Linked DNA regions of Zea mays: region 1 is linked to region 2. A link is a contact called in public Hi-C data. All regions are on one chromosome and are shown on one strand. Each heading gives the region's core, a stretch centred on a gene start, on an enhancer-like site or on the middle of the called end of the contact. The rest is flanking DNA. Distances are from core to core; before and after follow the strand shown. Region 1 holds the start of LOC100216710. Region 2 holds the start of LOC100279210 (Forkhead-associated (FHA) domain-containing protein).

The links. A called contact is a pair of places that touch in the nucleus more often than the background predicts.
Region 1: a Hi-C map of leaf shows a contact between it and region 2, with 5 times the contacts expected there. The contact joins the promoter of LOC100216710 here to the promoter of LOC100279210 in region 2. A contact is called at or near these places in 5 of 25 Hi-C or Micro-C datasets (bundle sheath, ear, endosperm and 2 more).

The regions. Positions count from the first base shown.
Region 1 is chr7:14,774,859-14,779,559 of Zm-B73-REFERENCE-NAM-5.0, reverse strand. It overlaps LOC100216710, which reads right to left and starts at 3,043. Exons shown (of 21, transcript NM_001359483.1): 1 at 2,867-3,043; 2 at 2,139-2,258; 3 at 1,936-2,034; 4 at 1,676-1,813; 5 at 1,450-1,584; 6 at 1,182-1,361; 7 at 886-1,092; 8 at 675-794; 9 at 468-587; 10 at 250-372; 11 at 67-171. The coding sequence starts at 2,920.
Region 2 is chr7:14,641,595-14,646,774 of Zm-B73-REFERENCE-NAM-5.0, reverse strand. It overlaps LOC100279210 (Forkhead-associated (FHA) domain-containing protein), which reads left to right and starts at 3,533. Exons shown (of 15, transcript NM_001350279.1): 1 at 3,533-3,595.

The DNA.
Region 1 (4,701 bases), core at 1,794-4,293, 130 kb before region 2:
TCAGTCAAGTACAATAGACATCTAGTCAAAGAGTGTAGCAATAGTGCACGTCAAAGGGTCATAAACCTGGTAAGCCACACCAAGTGCTCGCAGACCACGCTCAGCAAATTTGTCGATCACAGCTCTGACCCTTCTTTCAATATCCGACTTGTTGTGGGCAAGATGAAGGATCTGTTTAACTTCCACAGTTAATAACAGAACGATTGTCACAAATCTAGAGTTCCCAATATGTTTTAAGGAAAATAGTACCTGCTCTGGTGCTCCCTTGCTAACACGATGCATTCTCCCCTCTCCATCAAGGTAGGTTAAAGCAGTTCTTTTATCAGTTGGGTTAAATGGAAGAAAATGGATCTCTTGAACACCAGCACGAGCCTTTTCTCAAACAATCAGAAGAAAGAGAAATAGTTAGAATAAAAGTAAAATTAGCTGCAGCCTACACACCACCAACTCCTGACAAATCTGAGTACCTCCTTTGGATCAGCCAGCATACCAACTATTGTGGCATCTATGGCATCCTGATTTTCTGTGCGAGAAGCTCTAGCAGCCATCAAAATTACTGTATCTTGGTCAACACCTCTTTGGAAAACCTGATACAGTTAACAAGCAGTTTACAATGGCTGCAATGATCCATACGAAGAAAAGCTATTGAACTTCTACTAGTAACAACAGCCTACCTCAACAAGACTCTTGTCCACAGTCAACTTGTTTAAGGTTAATGTCCCAGTCTTGTCACTACAAAGAACATCCATGCCAGCCATTTCTTCAATTGCTGTCATTCTCTTAGTGATTGCTCCCTAAACAAGCATGCAGAACTTCAGTATCCAGTTCCTTTATTAGATCACATGAGAAACAAAGATCATTTTCCCCCATTGTACATGTGCATACCTGTTGAGCCAAGCGATGAGCCCCTATTGCCATGGTCACAGAAAGGACAGTGGGCATGGCGATTGGAATTCCTCCAATCAGAAGCACCAATAGATTGTCGATTCCGGGTCGGTAAGCCCTGTGTTGGATAGCGTACATGACGACAAGCTCCACGAGCATTCCCACAGCAATTGAACAGATGCAAAAGTTCCCTATGGCAGTGAGAACCTGTATAGTGAAACAACAAATGTTCGTCACGTCAAAAAATTACAATGACCAAATTGAGCAAGTTCTGAAAAGCAGGATTAGAAGCTTGCCTTCTGAAAATGACCAACTTGGTTTGTTGAATCGACAAGATGTGCGGCCTTGCCAAAGAATGTGTGCACACCAGTGGCAATGACAACGGCCTCAATCTCACCCTGTTTGCAAGTGGAGCCAGAATACACTCCATCACCAGGGCCTTTGGTGACTGGAAGGGATTCGCCGGTGAGTGCAGACTGCGAGCAACTCAGAAGTCAGGAGAAGCACAATTTAATATCAACCCAAAAAAATCCACATAGAGAGGAACGCTTCAATTTGCATTACCTGATCGATTTTCAGTGGATCCCCTTCAAGCAGACGAGCATCAGCTGGAATGATGTCCCCAAGCTTCACACTGATGATGTCTCCTGGCACAAGGATAGCCGATTCCTCCTCGGTCCACCGGCCATTTCTGAGAACCTTTATCACGGCAAAACCGAAATCAGTATATAGCCTCCAGGCAAACAACACAACTTCGCAACCACACAGCAAAACAGGATCCTGTCAGTACCTTGGCCTTGGGGGCGAGGCGTGCCATGAGAGCAGCAGCGGCATTGCCCGCATTGTTCTCCTCAATGAAGCTGATTGTGGAGTTGATAATGAGCAGAGTGATGATCCCCACGAAGTCCTGCCAGTCGGGCGGCTTGTTCTGAAGACAAAAATCAGCAGAAACAAACATGAAAACCTCTGACGCCAGTCTCCAGAACGCCCGCTCTGAGGGCTGAAGGCCATGTCCACACGGTGTGGAAAAAAAGAAGCGGCAGAACTTACTCCCCCATTCGCGAGCGCGATGGCCATGATGGCGGCCGCCTCCATGACCCAGGACAGCGGGTTCCACATGAAGCCCAAGAACTTGAGGAACTTGCTCTCCTGCAGACACATAGACACACGCACACATCCATCATGTAAGCTTGGTGCGAGACGGAGCACCAGGAACAGAAACGCATGGAAGCCAAGGCGGCGGGTCCCTTCACCTGCTTCTCCTCCAGCTTGTTGGGCCCGAAGATGGCGAGGCGCTGCTCCGCCTGCTCCGTGGTGAGACCCTGCGGGCTGCATCGGAGGTTCTCGAACACCTCCTCGATCGGTATGTTCTCCTGCGCAGGCGCAAAACAGCACCGCAGCAAAGTGGTGAAGCAACAGACAAGAACCACCCGAGTTTAGTGTTATCGGGAGACCCGCGTAAAAGAAGATCAAGAATTGGTGCGTTGAAGCGGCGGAAAACCACACGCACACAAAACAAAAGGCAGACATGACGGTAAAAAGAAAGAAAGAAAGAAAGAAAGAGACCACAAAAGTAACAGCCGAGCAACTGGGAAGAAGAACCTGGGTCGAACGTAACCGCACTACCGCAGCGAGATCAAGCGCCGAAACGCCTCGTGGACGGGGGGGCAACCGGGAGCGAATCGCGGCCGCCGAGTAGATCACGGAGCCCCGCCGAGATCGAGCGGGGAGCACGAACGGGAAGAGAAGCCAGTAGTACTAGTTCACCGCCAGCGCCAGGCACCCAAAAAGAAAAACTCCATCCATCCGCACTCCGCAAGCGAAAACGAAATCCGCGAAACGAGGGATGCAAGAACGGAGCAGGGAGCACCTAGCAGAGCAGCAGCGGGCGGCGGCACTGAGCCCGAGAAGCAACCGCGAGAGCAGAAGAAGGCAAAACGGGGAAGGAGGAAGGGAGGAGGGATCAGAGAGTGGCGCGTACGAGATCGACGGCCTCCTTGAGCACGGCGTCTAGGTTGGACGCCTTGTCCTCCATCCTTTCCCCTCTGCTCGGCGTCCCGGAGCCCGGAGCTTCGTCTTCTCAGTGCCGCGGGCAGGCGGGCGGCCGGGCCGGCAGGCGGGGCAGGCTGGCGACTGTCGCACAAGGCACACCACAGTCCACGAGCGCACGCGGCGGCACGGTCCTATATAGCAGCGCAGCGGAGGGACGGCGAGCGAATCAGTGGGGGATCTCTGCAGACTGCAGGCGGTGGTGGGCACTGCTGTGGAGACCGGGCTGGACAGGAGGTGGGTAGTGGGGCCCGGATCCGGTGTGAGCGCCAGCCGAGTGGCAGCCGCTGTGGCCGTCTGCGTGTCTCCCTCCCTCGATGGACGGACGATGCACGCACCCTAGTACTAGAAGCGGTGCGGAGACTGCGGGTCATCAATGCAGGAGACGAGAGGGGTGGTCAGTGGTGGATGCATAGGTCGCGGGTCGCCAGAGCAGAGAGGGTTCTTGATAAAAAAAAAGTTACTTTTTTCGGATGGAAATCCAAACGCCTCCTTTATTGCTACTGATTACATTTAGGCTAAATATACTTAGGTCTTGTTCGGTTCTTTTAGGACCTATTTGAAACCACCCGGTTTTTAAAAAATTAGTTTATAAAAATTGATGTAGTCCTAAACATACTAATTTATGGTTTAGTTTATATAAATTGAATTCATTGTTCATTAAAACCGAAAAGCTAGTCTCTCCTACCTAAAAAATAAAAATTGATTTCTTAAAAAGTTTGGTTTCGGTTACTAAAGTTGACTAAAAATCATTAATTGGTGCGAATAATGACTGCATTACCTCTATTAGTTAGTGGATGTATGCTGCACTAAGAAATAGTAGAGCGCAAATGAGGTAAAAATCCTACTTTAGTCCCTTTTAGTCACTTCTTGTTGACTAAAGAATTTAAGTTTAGTCACCGAACTTTAGTCACCATGTTTGCTTCTTTAGGGACTAAAAGTGACTAAAGTTAATAAACTTTAGTCACCCAAACCAAACAGGCTTTATTAAAAATTTCATAACATACTTTCTTACACCGTAACATAAAAATATAAAACTAAAGCGACATAATAAGTAAAATTTTACTCCCTATTTTATAGTGTAACTAAATAGTCATACATAAATTAGTAAAATATTTGGTTTTACACGGTTTTCAAGACCTTCAAAACATATTGACATATGGTCTTCAAAATATATTGACATATGGTTTTCATCCTTGTAAAATCCATTTCTCCTAAATGCTTTGTGATGTTATTTAAAGTTGTGATGTGACATATTGTCTGCGTTTCGACCCCGGGGGGTCCTTGACCGACGAGTAAATTGTCGCTACGTGTCCCAGCCCAGATGGGTCGGCGCGAGACGGAGCACGAAGGGAGGCAAAAGAGAAGAGACAGGCAAAAGGGGAAACCTGCGGCCTTCGTGTTGCCCTGCGCCCAGGTCGGGTGCGCTTGCAGTAGGGGGGTTACAAGCGTCCGCGTGGGAGAGAGCGAGAGACTTTGCGCGTCGTCCCGTTCCCCGCGTGGCCAACCTCCTCGTAAGAGAGCCCTGGACCTTCCTTTTATAGGCGTAAGGAGGGGGTCCAGGTGTACAATGGGGGGTGTAGCAGTGTGCTAACGTGTCTAGCAGAGAGGAGCTAGCGCCCTAAGTACATGCCGTCGTGGCAGCCGGAGAGGTTTTGGCACCCTGTTCATGTGATGTCATGACCGTCGGAGGAGCGCTGGAGCCTTGCGGAAGGACAGCTGTCGGGGCTGTCGAGTCCTTGCTGACGTCTCCTTGCTTCCGTAAAG
Region 2 (5,180 bases), core at 2,284-4,783:
CAGCTTCGGAGGTCCCAGGAATTCCCGAGGCGCACGTACGTGCCCTGGAAATTGCCGGCGAAGGCTTGGACCAGGTCGTCCCAGTTGGAGATCTGCCCCGGAGGCAGGTGCTCCAACCAGGCGCGAGCGGTGTCGGAGAGGAACAGGGGGAGGTTGCGGATAATGAGGTTGTCGTCGTCCGTTCCACCCAGTTGGCAGGCCAGACGGTAGTCCGCGAGCCACAGTTCCGGTCTCGTCTCCCCTGAGTACTTTGTGATAGTAGTCGGGGGTCGGAACCGGGTCGGGAACGGTGCCCGTCGGATGGCCCGACTGAAGGCCTGCGGACCGGGTGGCTCGGGCGAGGGACTCCGATCCTCCCCGCTGTCGTAGCGTCCCCCACGCCTGGGGTGATAGCCTCGGCGCACCCTCTCATCGAGGTGGGCCCGACGGTCGCGATGATGGTGCTCGTTGCCGAGGCGGCCCGGGGCCGCAGGCGCGGTGTTGCGCGTGCGCCCGGTGTAGACCGAGGCTTCCCGCATGAATCGGGAAGTCGCGGCATGAGGTTCCGAGGGGTATCCCTGCCTTCGGGAGGCAGAGCTCTCGGCCCGTCGGACCGCAGCGCCTTCCAGGAGATTCTTGAGCTCCCCCTGGATTCGCCGACCCTCGGTGGTTGATGGCTCCGGCATCGCGCGGAGAAGCATCGCTGCTGCAGCCAGGTTCTGACCGACCCCACTGGATGCGGGTGGTGGCCTGACCCCGACGTCATCGGCGACGCGGTGCTGGAAGCCCTGGGGCAGGTGACGTATTTCTCCGGCCGGGGGTTGGCCCGCCCATGCCTGCCCGACGTCCCTGCGGATCGGCTCAAGCGCTCCTGCTCCCTCGTCGAGCCTGGCCTGCACCCCGCGGATTTGCTCGAGCTGTGGGTCATGGCCCCCCACCTGAACGGGGACCACAGCTAGCTCCCGTGGGATGTCAACGCGGGGCACCGGCCTAGGGAGATCACCATCCTCCGGCATGCCGAGATGATTGCCTTCGGAGGGACCCCCTAGATCGACGTGGAAACATTCGCGGCTTGGGCCGCAGTCCTCGTCATCGAGGCTGCGGCTACCGTCGGAACAGTCGGAGAGGCAGTAGTCACATGCGGTCATGAAGTCCCGCATGGCACTAGGGTTGCCAAGTCCAGAGAAATCCCAACAGATGCTGGGGTCGTCGTCTTCCTCGGACCCAGAGGGCCCGTAGGTCGAGACGTCCGTCAACCGGTCCCAAGGCGACCGCATGCGAAACCCCAGAGGGTTTGGACTCGCCTCTACGAGAGCGTCCGCCAAAGCGAGGTCGCTAGGCGGGTTGAGGCTGAATCCAAATGACGTAGGATGGGAATCGGTCGGTACCTTTTGGTCGACGAGCGGCGATGAAGTCACGTCGGGGACTGACTGCACCGTCGTCTCAGGTACGAGGGCGACGTCCTGCAAGCTTTTCGCAAGCGCGCTGGCGTCGTCCACTTGCTCGGGATTGGCGTGTCGCGGGGAGACGGCGCTCGTCTTCGTCTCAGGCGCGAAGTCGATACCCGGTGCGCCCCTCGTTGGGGTGTCGGCGCTGTCGACTCGCTCGACAGCCGACGAGGCGTTGCCTCCTGCTTGGCCTTGGTTGCCCTGCCTTCCCCTCCGTCGACGGGGAAGAAGGCGGGACGAGCTCGAAGATTGTTCTTCCGCCACGCGGGGAAGACGTCGTCGATTCCGCCGCTGGCGGGCGGGCTGTCGGCCGCCATTGTCGTTGTCGCACGGCGGTGGAAGGAGTATCATGTCGTAGCTGCCGTCGAAGGACATGAACTCAAGACTCCCGAAACGGAGCACCGTCCCGGGTTGGAGAGGTTGATGGAGACTGCCCATCTGGAGCTTGACGGGAAGCTGTTCGTCAACACGCAGCAGGCCCCTACCTGGCGCGCCAACTGTCGGCGTTTCGAGACTGGGGGGGTCCCTTGGGCCGACGAGTGAGTGTCGCCGCGTGCCCGAGCCCAGATGGGTCGAGCGCGAGGGCGAGCGCGAAGGGGGGAGAAGCGAGGCAGCCGGAGACCGACGTGAGAGAGGTGAGAATCCTGCGGCCTTCGTGTTTGTCCCGCGCCCAGGTCGGGTGCGCTTGCAGTAGGGGGTTACAAGCGTCCACGCGGGTGAGGGAAGCGAGCGGCTCCGAGCGAGCGCCTGTCTCGTCCTCGTCCCCGCGCGGTCAACCTCCTCTAAGAGGGCCCTGGTCCTTCCTTTTATAGGCGTAAGGAGAGGATCCAGGTGTACAACGGGGGGTGTAGCAGAGTGCTACGTGTCTAGCGGGGGAGAGCTAGCGCCCTAAGTACATGCCGATGTGGCAGCTGGAGAGATTTTGACACCCAGCTGGTGTGATGTCGTGGCCGTCGTAGGAGCGATGGAGCCTGGCGGAGGGACAGCTGTCGGAGCGGTTGAGTCCTTGCTGACGTCCTCTTGCTTCCGTAAGGGGGCTGAGAGCCGCCGTCGTCACAGAGCATGCGGGGCGCCATCATTGCCTATCTGGCGGAGCTAGCCAGATGGGACACCGGTCTTGTTCCCTGCGGCCCGAGTCAGCTCGGGGTAGGGTGATGATGGCGCTTCCTGTTGACGTGGCTGGCCTGCGCCCTAGGTTAGGCGATGTGGAGGCTCCTCCGAAGCCGAGGTCGAGTCTGTCTTCCATGGCCGAGGCCGAGTCCGAGCCCCTGGGTCGGGCGAGGCGGAGGTCGTCGGCAGAGGCTAGGGCGGAGTCCGAGCCCTGGGGTCGGGCGAAGCGGAGTTCGTCGTCTTCTGGGGCTGAGCCCGAGTCCGAGCCCTGGGTCGGGCGGAGCGGAGTTCGCCGTCTTCCGGGACTTAGCCCGAGTCCGAGCCCTGGGTCGGGCGGAGCGGAGTTCGCCGTCTTCCGGGACTTAGCCCGAGTCCGAGCCCTGGGTCGGGCGGAGCGGAGCTTCCTATGGTGCCTTTGGCAGGGCCTGACTGCCTGTCAGTCTCACTCTGTCAAGTGGTACTGCAGTCGGAGTGGCGCAGGCGGCGCTGTCCTTCTGTCAGGCCGGTCAATGGAGCGGCGAAGTGACGGCGGTCACTTCGGCTCTGCCGGGGGGCGCGCGTCAGGATAAAGGTGTCAGGCTACCTTTGCATTAAATGCTTCTGCGACTTGGTCGGTCGGTGCGGTGATTTAGTCAAGGTTGCTTCTTAGCGAAGGCAGGGCCTCGGGCGAGCCGGAAATATGTTCGCCGTTGGAGGGGGGCCTCGGGCGAGACGGAAATCCTCCGGAGTCGGCTGCCCTTGTCCGAGGCTAGGCTCGAGCGAGGCGTGATCGAGTCGCTCGAATGGACTGATCCCTGACTTAATCGCACCCATCAGGCCTTTGCAGCTTTATGCTGATGGGGGTTACCAGCTGAGAATTAGTAGTCTTGAGGGTACCCCTAATTATGGTCCCCGACAGTTCTATACTGCTGTCTTCCTCATCCATTTCTGCTTCCTCTGCTGTAACTACTACTAGTTCTTAGTTGAATCAATACCTATTGTGAGTAGGTCGCTGACTGGTAGCCGCCTCGGGCGTGGCGGGATGGACCGTGGAGGACGACGTCCTCCTCGCCATCGAGGTAATCTAACCCGCCCTGCCTAGACCCGATCATCATCCCTCCCCCCCCTCTCGAAAACCCCGCGAACTACGCAGGAACGCTACGCCCTCACGCGCTGCTCCTGCCGGCGCAGAATTTTGGTCCTGTGTTCCACTAACTTCCCGCCCCGCTCCGGCCGGCGGCCGCCTTCCCTGGGCCGAGCGCCACCGTCCCAGGATAGTCCGCTATCGTCGTCTCCATCGCGTTCGATTCGTGGTTCGTCTGATTTCAGTATTGCTGAATTTTGGGTTCGCATTGCCGCCCCGTCGCTTGTGTGGCTTTGGATTTGATTGCTCGGCGAAAATTTGAGAATACGATCGTCCCCTCCGCCCGCAACACTCATCTAAGTGAAGATTTCCTGTAGATTATTTGGGCTTCTGTTTTACGCGGGGGCACCTGGGTTGCTGAACCGCTGCCTTATACGAGTGTCCTGTTGGTTCGCGTTATTCGCGCTCTGTAATTGATAAATTTGCGTCGTTGCTTGCTGCAGTGCTGCTAAATCCCGGGTCTGATTTATGTTACTCAGTAGCCTAGCTACTGGATTTAGTGTCTTGAGCTTCCGTACAGAGGATTTAAGATCCTTGTTCAACAATGTGGCAAGTTGGCAACATACCTGAATTCATGTTTGTAGAAGTGAACAACGTAGGAACACAACTTTAACACCTGAGGTCGATTCAGTTCACTGAAATGATCAACTTATCCTGTCTGTCCCATTCCTACCACATTTCATGCTATTTTTCCAGCTTGTAACTTTCAGGAACGGGTTAGGCCATTCTCAATGGGAGTTTCATACTCATTAAATACGGTGACACATCATCATACTTGGTGACATGACAATTCATTTAAGAGGGGAGATATAGAGAGTTTTATGGGAGATGGTAGAGTTTCACGAGGATGAAACTCTGCATACACGGTTACCTAGTTTAAATCTGATGTGGCAGCATTGAAAACAGTGCATTGAAACTCATTATTAAGAATGACATGGTTACTTCTGAAACAATTATTCTCCTGTAGTTGCATTTAATAATTAGATACATCAAAAGGTTGAGCAGTTATTGATGTCCCTATTTGATACATTAGAGAAGTGTTTTGGTACTGACATGTTTGATTTAGGGTCTGTTTAGGTCGCATGTGCTAAACTGCTATTGGATGTTAAAGTTTAGCACTTCAGTTTGGGTCTCCAAGTGCTAAAGTTTAGCTAAAAGTGTAGTGCTAAACTTTAGCTAATATGCCTGGGCCTTCGAGGAGTGCGTAAGGGCGAATAGAGGAGCAGCGCAGCCTGGGACAGGGACCTGAGCGCGTATGGTGGAGAAGAGCGAGAGTGAGAAACATGAGCAAGATCACCGTCGACCAGGGTGACCGAGGTAATCGCCGCACAGGGAGATTGTATTTCCTTCGATGTCTAATTACACGCTACTGCTTCCCCTTTATAGATCAGGGTCGGCACCAACTGATAAGAGATAAACATGCTTAACAACTCCCTGGTATTATCTAGCTAACAACTCCCTGCTATTATATAGCAAACAACCCAACTATTATTTAGCTAATCCTTATCTGCTGGAACTTA